Linked DNA regions of Sus scrofa: region 1 is linked to region 2. A link is a contact called in public HiChIP or PLAC-seq data. All regions are on one chromosome and are shown on one strand. Each heading gives the region's core, a stretch centred on a gene start, on an enhancer-like site or on the middle of the called end of the contact. The rest is flanking DNA. Distances are from core to core; before and after follow the strand shown.

Evidence for each region. HiChIP or PLAC-seq counts read pairs in DNA pulled down with a chosen protein or histone mark.
Region 1: an H3K27ac HiChIP or PLAC-seq map of alveolar macrophages shows a contact between it and region 2. The contact joins the enhancer-like site here to the promoter of ZBTB9 in region 2. A contact is called at or near these places in 1 of 5 promoter capture datasets (liver), 21 of 47 Hi-C or Micro-C datasets (alveolar macrophages, blood, brain and 11 more) and 2 of 2 datasets of contacts at active chromatin or transcription factors (alveolar macrophages and skeletal muscle).

Annotation. Positions count from the first base shown.
Region 1 is chr7:29,803,454-29,808,687 of Sscrofa11.1, reverse strand. LOC102162214 (a long non-coding RNA gene) reads right to left here and starts at 866. Exons shown (of 4, transcript XR_002345648.1): 1 at 729-866. Within about 2 kb of position 3,892, at least 11 of the 83 cell types and tissues checked have an H3K27ac peak or open chromatin away from gene starts, as enhancers often do. A contact at or near this core is called in alveolar macrophages, mesenteric adipose tissue and retroperitoneal adipose tissue, where this site is marked.
Region 2 is chr7:29,753,448-29,758,189 of Sscrofa11.1, reverse strand. It overlaps ZBTB9 (zinc finger and BTB domain-containing protein 9), which reads right to left and starts at 3,461. Exons shown (of 1, transcript XM_003128343.4): 1 at 622-3,461. The coding sequence starts at 3,025. The coding sequence ends at 1,619.

The DNA of each region.
Region 1 (5,234 bases), core at 2,643-5,142, 50 kb before region 2:
GAAGGCCCCTCTCCTCTTCTCTGGCCTCTTCTCAGTCACTCCCCTCATCTCTTTGGGTTCCAGGCAAGTTTCCCACCCCCACAGAAGTCATGGGTCTCCAAACTGCTAGGCTCTGGCAGCAGAGCCCATGGAGGGGCTGCACCTGCCTGGGGACCCCCACAGGCCTGGCCTGACTTCCTCCTCGCTTCAGGGGACCACCAGTCACGCTTGTCTCCTGCTGGGACAGTGTCCCCCACAGCTCACACACAGGGCTTTTCATTCTAGTTCTGTGCTGCACGGGAGTCCCTGTGGGGACTGAGCCAGGGGGATAAAAATAACAAGCATGGGGGCGTTTAGATGTTCCAAAATCGACAAAGTCTTTCCAGCCCGGGGCACTCTGTTTTCTGACACCCTTCCAGAACGGTCACATGGAAGGCCTAAAGCACTCGGGCTTCTCTTTCACTCCCCTGACCCCTGGTGGCGTCTTGCCAGTCTCCTGGGCCCTCCACCCAAGTTTTCGGAGTCCTAGCAGTTCCAGGGAGAGGGCCCTGCAGCCGTGGTGGCCACAGGACCCCCAGCGCCACCCCACAATCTGCTGCCGTTAAAGTTCTAGACAACATTTATGGGACACACTACGTGCCGGGCTTTCTGCCGAGAACTGATCACACATGCCCAACCAGCAGGCCTTGCGGCTGGTGATCGGCGGGGGCCCTCAAACTCCCACTTTACAGATAAGGAAACTGAGGTACCTGCCCAGAGTCATCAGATGGGAAGGGTGGGGAGCTGGCCCTTGCCGCCAGGATACTGGCTCGAGGTCAGGCCGGAGAGGTGGGGGCTGGAGCGGTTAGTCTCCAGCCCGTCCTCGCGCTGGGGGATGGGGGGGCGCCCATCAGCCCGGCGGTCAGTTACCGCGCGACCGCGCTGAGGAGGGCGGGAGTGGGGCGGGCCGCCCGGGTCCAAGATGGCCGCCGCGGCGTCGAGCGCTCTCTTGTGGGCGGAGCCTCGCGTCCCCTCCACTCCCTCCCGGCGGGGCCTGGAAAGGGGCGGTTGGGGAGTGGCTGGACCTGTGGCCTCTGCCTTGTAGGAAGGGCGTTGGAAGGCTATCCTGAAGGGCGTAGGGAGCCCCAAAAGGTTTGGGCCTGTGTCTAGGCCGGCTCCTTCCACTCCACCCTTCCTTCTGCCGGGAGGAAGTTTCCAGAACAGAAATCTAATTCCGGAGTTGTGAGGCCTGTGATATTAGAAGGGACAGAATGAGGCAGGGGCTGTGAGGGGACAGGGAGCAACGGGTTCTGCGGGCACCGAGGAAGTTCAATCCAATTCATCCCCAAATGCGTGGTTCTTCTGAAATTGTAGCTTCGTCTCCTCGGAAGGGGTCTAGCTAGATTCCTGGGTCAGTAGCCACGGGAGGGGCATGTTCGGGGTCCTAGCTCAGCCTTTTCAGGGTCAGTGTAGACACCTGCCCAGCGCCTCCCCGCCCCTGCCCTGCAGGTCACCTTGATGTGTCTGCTATTTGAACACCTCTGAAGAAAATGTGCTTTAGGTCACTGGGTGTCCATCCAAATGAGAAAATCCTCCCTTTGCCCAAACTACTCATTACGTTGTTTGAAAAAGTTTTTATGACCTAACCATCTGAAAAGCATTAAAATAAATGAAAATTAATTCATTAGTTAATTAAAATAAATAAAACCACAATATTCTGCTGCAGTTGTACACATCACAGATGTACATGCCCAGATCAAAGACAGTTGTAAAATCTGATTTAGTTCAATCCAAGCAGAACAGGTGTGTGAGTGTGTGAGAGAGAGAGACAGAAAATGGAGTTATCAAAGATTGCTGGAGGTATCTAAATGTCAAAGACCAGAAGGTCAGCAAAACCCAGTTTATGGGACATTGTCATCAATTGCTGAACATGTTAAAAATGTAAACACACACACACACACACACATACACAAAGATGAACACCAGGAGTTCCCACTGTGGCTCAGGGTTAAGAACCTGATATACTGTCCTTTGGATCCCTGACCTTTCTTAGTGTTTAAGGATCCAGTGTTGCCTCCAGCAGCAGTGTAGGTCACAGATGTGGCTCGGATCTGGGGTTTCTGTGGCTGTGGCAGAGGTCTTAGCTGCAGCTCTGATTCTATCCTAGCCCAGAAACTTCCAAATGCCCGCAGGTGCAGCTGTTAAAAAAAAAAAAAAAAAAGGTAAACAGCAGGAGTTCCCGTCGTGGCGCAGTGGTTAACGAATTTGACTAGGAACCATGAGGTTGCGGGTTCGGTCCCTGGCCTTGCTCAGTGGGTTAAGGATCCGGCGTTGCCATGAGCTGTGGATCCCGCGTTGCTGCGGCTCTGGTATAGGCCGGCAGCTACAGCTCCAATTAGAATCCCTAGCCTGGGAACCTCCTATATGCCACGGGAGCGGCTCAAGAAAAAGGCAAAAAAAAAAAAAAAAAAAAAAAGTGAACATCAGAACACCAGACTGCTGGGATATAGAAGAGAAGAGGAGGGATTTGGCCCAGCAGGTAATAGGAACAAAGAGCAGTGGTCTGGCCTACTGGAAGGAGATCGCTGGCAAATTGTATGGATGATTCAAAAGACGGGCAGACTCTCCAGACCAAGATCAAGCGATGGAATAACATGGACACAAACTGGACTTTTCTGAGAAAAGTCAAGAGCTGAAGAGACAAAACAGGATCTCCGTGCCCCTGGGGTGTGGGATCTGGCCGTGGATGCAGGAGGGCCAGGCTGCCTGTGAGGGTGAGAGTGTGCCTGTGTGTGTGTGTGGGGGGGGGTAATAACATTTAAGTGGAACCACAAGGAAATGAAAGCACCTCTCAGCTCCACTTATCTCTTCCTTTGCAATCTTGGCATCATTGCTGGTGCCCAGTGGCTCAAGTTTTCCCAGCCCTGGCTAAGAACACGATTCTTCAAAGTTTTCTGCTTCAGCATATCAGGCAGGGAACCTGCTGGGCAGAGTTCACGGCACAGAATTTTGTGATGATCGGCTGCATGGAAGCTGGGCTCACCAGCCTTCTCATTTTGACCTGACCTCTTTCTGACTGGACCTCTGACCCCACTAAGAGCAAAAGATGGTTAGGTTTCCTCAGGAGTGAGAACATTTGGCTTAATTCTCAGGAGGCCTGCAGCAGGGTGACTCTGGCATGACCAGCACCTCTGGAGTGTGGATGGTGCACAGGAGGCCCTGTGTTGGGTGGGATGGGGGCGGGGGGGTCCCTACAGCTCCTGAAAAAGATTTCCTGAGTGACACTGCTACCAGGCTGTGTGTGAGAAGGGCTGAGTGCAGGCTAAAAGCCAAACGCTCTCCTGGTAAGGAGGTGGGGTGGTCCCCCCTCCCTGGCTGTCATGTATAGTGTAACAGACCAGACTGTCTTCACATGACCTTGACTGGCCTGGACAATGGGCTGGCTAGGAGTGGCCTCCTCCCTTCTTTCAGTGCCAGGAGCCACACCCAAGTTCAGCTTCTTGCTGGAATGGGGGCTATTCTGTGCCCCCCTTCCAGGCTAGTTGGGGGCACAGTACTATCCCCAAGGCCTGAGGCATCTGGTTCCTGGCATGCTGGCACCCCAAATCCAGACTGTGGTGCCAAGCAGCCTGTGTTGCCTGACTGACAAGGCTGCTTTCTCATGCCAGCTCCACACGGACGCAGGGTGATGACAGGAAGGGCCTCCAGCTGGAAGCTGCCCCTAGCCCGGCTCGCTGACACTGGATGAGACCCAGCTCAGGGCCACGGCTGCCTCTCTTACTGACCTTGTTTTCCCCTTCCCTGGCAAAGCTGGGAGTCCCACAAGTTAACTCAGATCTGACACTTGACTTCCGTCACTGAAGAACCGCCCCCCACCCCCAACTCCTGTTGCAAGTCCAGATGCTTCTTACAGACCGGCTATAGAGCTGAGGTTCCAACAACCCCTTCCTCATTCCTCTGGTTTGGTTAATTGAACTTCTGCATGTTCAGGGGACTAGATTACCAGTTTCGTTTTTGTTTTTGGCCACCCCGTGGCATATGGAGAGTCCGGGCCAGTGATCAGATCCAAGCCACAGTTGTGACCTAAGGAGCCAGCTCACAGCAACGCTGGATCCTTAACCCACCAAGTGAAGCCAAGGATGGAATTCACATCCTCATGGATACTCGTCTGGTTCGTTACTGCCACCGTGGGACCTTCCTACATTATTTATTTTTTATGTCTCTTGGAAGCCTTGTAACTTGCCTGTGTCTGTTCGTTGTTGGTACGGCGAGTCCTCTTCTAGTGAGAGGGCTGCTGAATGGACCTATACTGTTCCTGATCCCCCTCTGTTGACAGGGAGCCTGGAAGTGCTTCTGGTCCCTGGGGAAAGATATTTCTACTGGTAGACGTTATCTGTTAAAAGGGGATGTTTCTGGGGAGTTCCCGTTGTGTGGCGCAGTGGAAAAAAATCTGACTAGTAACCATGAGTTTGCAGATTTGATCTATGATCTTGCTCAGTGGGTTAAGCATCTGGCATTGCCATGAGCTGTGGTGTAGGTCACAGACATGGCTTGGACCCTTCGTTGCTGTGGCTGTGATGCAGGCCGGCAGCTGTAGCTCTGATTCGACCCCTAGCCTGGGAACCTCCATATGCTGCAGGCTCCGCCCTAAAAAGAAAAAAAAAAAAAAGTGGGCTGTTTCTGAGCCTTCTGAATTATTGCCTTTCTCATGCCTGTAGTTCTGTCAGCAGGGTCCCAGGCCTGGGGCTGACTGGTGAGTTTCTAGGGTGGCTGCCCACTCCCACTGTCTTTCAGGTGATCCCAAAAGACACACAACAAAGATTCCTTCACAGGGATCACACTGCCTTTCAGGCTTCAGTATGTTCTGACCCCGGAGGAAGCACATTTCGCCAGCTTCTCCAAAGATTTGAAACGAGTCTTTAGCTCCTTTTATCACCATAACCCTGTAACAAAATGATTTCCTTAGATTAAATTTCGGGGGACATTAAGGTGGGGGCTGGAATTTGCCAGCCCCTCATACTTTGTAGTTAGAAAAGGAGTCCTTGGTATTCCCTGGTGGTTCAGCAGGTTAAGGATCTGGCGTTGTCACTGCTCTGGCTCTGGTTACAGCTGCTGCTTGTGTTAGATCCCTGGCCGGGGGAACTTCTGCATGCCGGGGTGTGCAGCCAAAAAATTAAACAAAATTTGGAGTTCCCGTCGTGGCTCAGTGGTTAACGAATCTGACTGGGAACCATGAGGTTGCGGGTTCGGTCCCTGCCCTTGCTCAGTGGGTTAAC
Region 2 (4,742 bases), core at 2,212-4,711:
GCCATCACTCCTGGCTCTACGGTGACTTCAACTACTGTTGACCAGTTCCGCCACCCACACCCATCACCATATTCTGGCAGTGGAGTTCTCTGTGAACCCTCTGGTGAGCCCGAGCAGGTCTCTGCTCGGTCTGCTCTGGACCACCACAGTGGCTTGTGCTCTATCTGTCTAGCTGTGCTACTGAGAAGGGAGTAGAACTCAGGGTCCAGTGCAGCGTCGCGCACGAAATGTGAACAAACCAGACAATAACCAAACCACAGACATCATGCACGAAGTCAGGGGACATTGGGCAGAGATATGCGAACCCACCCCTTTAAAAAAAAAAGACAGAGGACCAGTTAGGAGGTACCTACCACCCCGCCAAAATTTTTTTTTCAATTAATGAACTAATTAAACAGTTCAGACTCTGCAAAATAAGGCAACTTACCAGAGGCTATTCAGTGGCAGGTCAGGGTAGAGAATCTGGCCCACTCAAGTTCAGGACAGTGTTCTCTGCACCAGCCTGACACCATCCCATTCTTCCCCTGGCAACATGACCCAGCTGCATAAGGAATACATCCAAGTCCTTGCAGCTCTGTTCTCACTGTCTCTCCCACATAAATGACTCAATTCAGTTCACTGTCAGCTTTGATTTCAGGGCAAAGTTTATTTGAAGAAATTAAGACACCTACACCAATCTCCCCACTCCAATATCTACCCTTCTACCTGTCCACCAAGGGCTGTCGCGTGTGGGTGGGACGGAAGGAGAGGGGCTATGGTCCCGCTGTGCAATTATTCTCTAGTTTTCAGCATGCGCCATCTCAGCCCTGAGTCCCTCTGACCGTGACCACTTGTTCAGAGCAGTGGTGCAACCCCTGAGATGGTCAGGGGCCACCCCCTGAGTCCCCTGGTCACATTCCAGTCACCGTGATCACCTGAGTGATCAGGGGGGTCAAAGGCAGAGAAGAGGCACAGACTGTAGAGGGAGTGCCCTCCACTAAAGACTGTTCTAAGTGACCCGCAGAATGCTCGACTGGTTAAAGTGCTCAACTACAACGTACAGAGACAGGTGTTGGAAAAGTTCCTACTGGTGAGAACACAATTGAGGATCTAAAGAGCTCATGGAAAGATACGACAAAAGGAGGATATCAAAAGAACTCTACTCACATAATTGCCGCAATGATGAGGGAGGAGAGCTTAGCACTTAGTCTCTGAATTACCAGGACTCTGAATCAAATGTATCTCTGGATGGAGACCAGCTCCTTTAACTCAAAAGAGCGTGAATGAAACATTTACCATTACGGTTTTCTGCTCTAACTCTTCTCTCATCAGATCAACTACTTTGAAATACGATTTCCTGCATGAAACCATAGCATGGACAAGTGATCAATTTACGAATGGCTATAAGCCATTTTCCTGTAGGATAGTCAGCAAGAACCCGGGCTGAGAGAAGGAACTGGAACTTCCAAATCTGCCAGGTTGACGCCCACACCCAAGACCATGAGGCTCATTAATTATCTACCCTTTGGGCATGATTAACGAGACCCCAGACTGGGGTGCCAGGGTAGTGAGGATAAGCAGGGGCTCCATCAGCAGCAGGGGCTCCCTTGTCCTGGGAGTCAGCACACAGCCTCAGCAGTCACTTGTACGTCCAGTGAGCAGTGGCCCAGCCCTGGCCCTTGCACAGGTCTCGGTGGCGAAGGAAACAGGCATGCACTCGGAACCGACGGCCGCAGTGGGGACAGGCGTGCAAGGCTCCTGCGTGGGTCTTCATGTGCTCCGTCAGATGGTGCTTCAGCTTGAAGCGCTTGTTGCAGACGCCACAGCCAAAGGGCCGAAGGCTGAAGGTCAGCATGATGTGCCGGTCACGCTTCGGCTTCACCGCAAACCGCTTCCCACACAAACAGCCAAAGCGCTTTCCATCTGCAGGCGGTGCCCCCCCCAGCTTCACAGGCCCATGCACAGCCTGCCCTGCTCCCCCAGGGCCCGCACCCCCCGACAGGATTTCATTCCCATGAAGATCCACCGGCTTCCAGGATGGACCTCCTCCTCCCGATGTTGACCCTGCGCCTGAGGGCAGCAAGAAGCCCAGCTCCCCGTTCCCTTCCACGTCCCCTGCAGGAAGCACTCCGGTCTCTTCCTTCGATCCTCCAGATTGCGTTCCGCCTCCTACTATCTCCTCCTTGGGCTCAAAGGGTTCCTGCTTAATGTAGAATATCTTGGGGGGCAGCGCAGTGTGAGGGGCAGGAGGCTCCAGCAGAGCGCTGTCACCCTCTGGAAGCCTGCGTGGAGTACTGGATGTGGGCAGCGTGTGGGATCCAGGAGGGCGGGGAAAGCTCCCTGATGCTCTTGGAGGCTGCGGAGTCTGAGAGGATGCTGCCGACCTCTGGCCCTCCTCTTCCTCCTCTTCTTCCTCCTCCTCCTCTTCCTCCACTTGAATCTGCAACACCTCTCCCAGTTCACTGCCGTCCCCTACGACGGGGCTCTCAGTAGAAGCCGAAGCCTGCGCTGGGGTCTGGAAAGAGGAAGAGCGAATGCACCAGCCTCCTGGAGAGGCTGTGGTGGAAAGAAGTGCGTGGAAAGGGGTGGCTGCCCGGGCTGAAAGTCCACCACCTGAGTTCTCCAGTTCTTTAAGAATTTCTGAGCACTGATCTACTACCTGCCACATCTGGAGGCCACTGGCCACAAGCAGGTGGGCTGGGAGGGCATCCAGTGGCAGACGGAGGCGCCCTGAATAAATGAGCTGCAGCAGCCCCTCGAAGGCATCGGCTTCAATGACACTGGGCAGAGTGAGCCGTGGCGCATCCCCCAAAAGCAGCTTGTCATGGAAGTAAGGAGAGGCAGCCGCCAGCACTGCTTTGTGTGCCCGAAGCTCGCGGCCCTGAACCAGGAGGGACACGTCACAGAACTTCCCCTCCAGCCGGTGGCGGTTCAGGGCTTCCAGCAGCAAGGAGCTGTGCTGGGGGAACTCGATCTGGATCGTCCGCGGGGCAGGGTTGCAGGCGGGGGAGGGGGCCCCGGGAGGCACAGGCGTCGAGGCAGCCATGGCCTCGTGGGTAAGAGATCTCCGAGGGTCGCGTACAGGCGACGGGGCAGGCCGGCGCGGGACGGACGCTAGGAAGGAGAGAAGGGTCGCGGGAGCCGTGCTGGGGGCACCGCGTCTCCCCGAATGCCCCCGCACTGCCCCGCAGAGGAAGCCAAAACAGTCTCCACGCCAAAGCACCGACCGCGGCTTTAACCTCAAGGCCTGGGGGGGGATGAATCCTTCGGCCACGAGCCGGGATCGCCGGCCGGGTCGGCTCCCGCCCGCCGCTTCGCTCCCACTCGTGCGCTCAGACTGCCCGGCTCCCAGGCGGTCGCCGCCGGGGAGACCACGAGCGCCGGCCAAGTTCCCGCCGCCACGCCCCCGCCGCTACACACGCGGCCCCCGCGGCGTCCCGAGCGCCTCTACAGCCACCTCGCCGCCCCGACCGGAAGTCGCCGCCTCCCCGCCGGACGCCGACGCAGAGGGCGGGGCCGGAGCTGCAGCCAATCGGGGAGCGCCGATCTACAAGCCTCGCACTGATTGGTTGTACGGGAGAGGGCGATGAGGGTGGGAGACCGCGGCTTCCACCCGGACGGCAGGTCTGGAGGCCCAGCCGCAGAACGGCGCACCCCGACGGAGTGAGCGACCCGGGAGCCTTTCCGGTAATTAGATGTAGCGCCCCCCTCCGGCAGGTGCTGAGAGGGCGCGACCAAGTGGCACCCGCAGTATGGGCTAGGGAATGCTCCCCATCACCTTGTACCCTCGCCCCCGGCCACCTGCGAGATAGGTGTTGCCAATCCTGAGTCTCCTCGGGGGAAATCGCGAGCGGCGGGCCTGGGGTTGGAACCCAGATCCGCCAAGGAACCACAGTCTTTTCCCCATTACGCACGGGAGCATTCTAACCAGCAGTTAAATAAATTTCCCTTTCTAGGTGATTGTTTTGAGGTGTGCGTAAACATATACTTGGCATCTTTTATAAGGGAATGCTATGTTCCTTGACCTCTTTACTCGGGTTAAGTGGTGCAGTGGTGAGGGGAGATGGACTGGGTAAGCTGGGCCAGTGCAAAGCCCCCTCCCTCAGACAGTAAGTCTCCTCGCTGGTTGGGATAGGGATATCCTAGGGGAAGCCTGTGGCACCACGCAGGGACATAGAGTTGCTCCCAGGCTGTCAACATTCCCTTCAAAAAGCAGATCCTATCGCTCTGCTGGTCCTCCTAGAGGTCCCGGCCTAGGAAAGTCAGCGCAGCGATAAAAGAACAATCTCCGTTTATTAAACATGATTTTTGTTTCACCACACACTCCAGAAAAAAAGGAAATGGGGCTGGGAGTGGAGAAAAAGAGGCAGTGGTGGGGGATAGAGTAGTCTGGGGGTAGGGTGGGGTGGGGAGGGAGAACGAGAAAACAAAATAAAACAGGTAGGAAGAATATCTCCTACCCTTAGGGTGTGGGTGGGGAGGAAAGTCTGGGGGGCAGGGGGCCAGGAAGCTCTGTACAGAGGGGTCGCCCCCAGCCCACACACACACACCCCGGATATGTACAGTACAAACCCCAGATAATTACAACAGCCAAAGAGAAGAGGAAGGGGGAGTCCAGGGGTAGGATCTGAGGTTGGGAAAGCGAGGAAAGGGCACAGGGATAAAATTTCACATATTTACAACTTTTATATAAGTATAAATTTGGCCCCGGCTGGGTGTAGGTGTGTAGGGGATGGGACTGAAGGGGAACTGTCCATACAAAA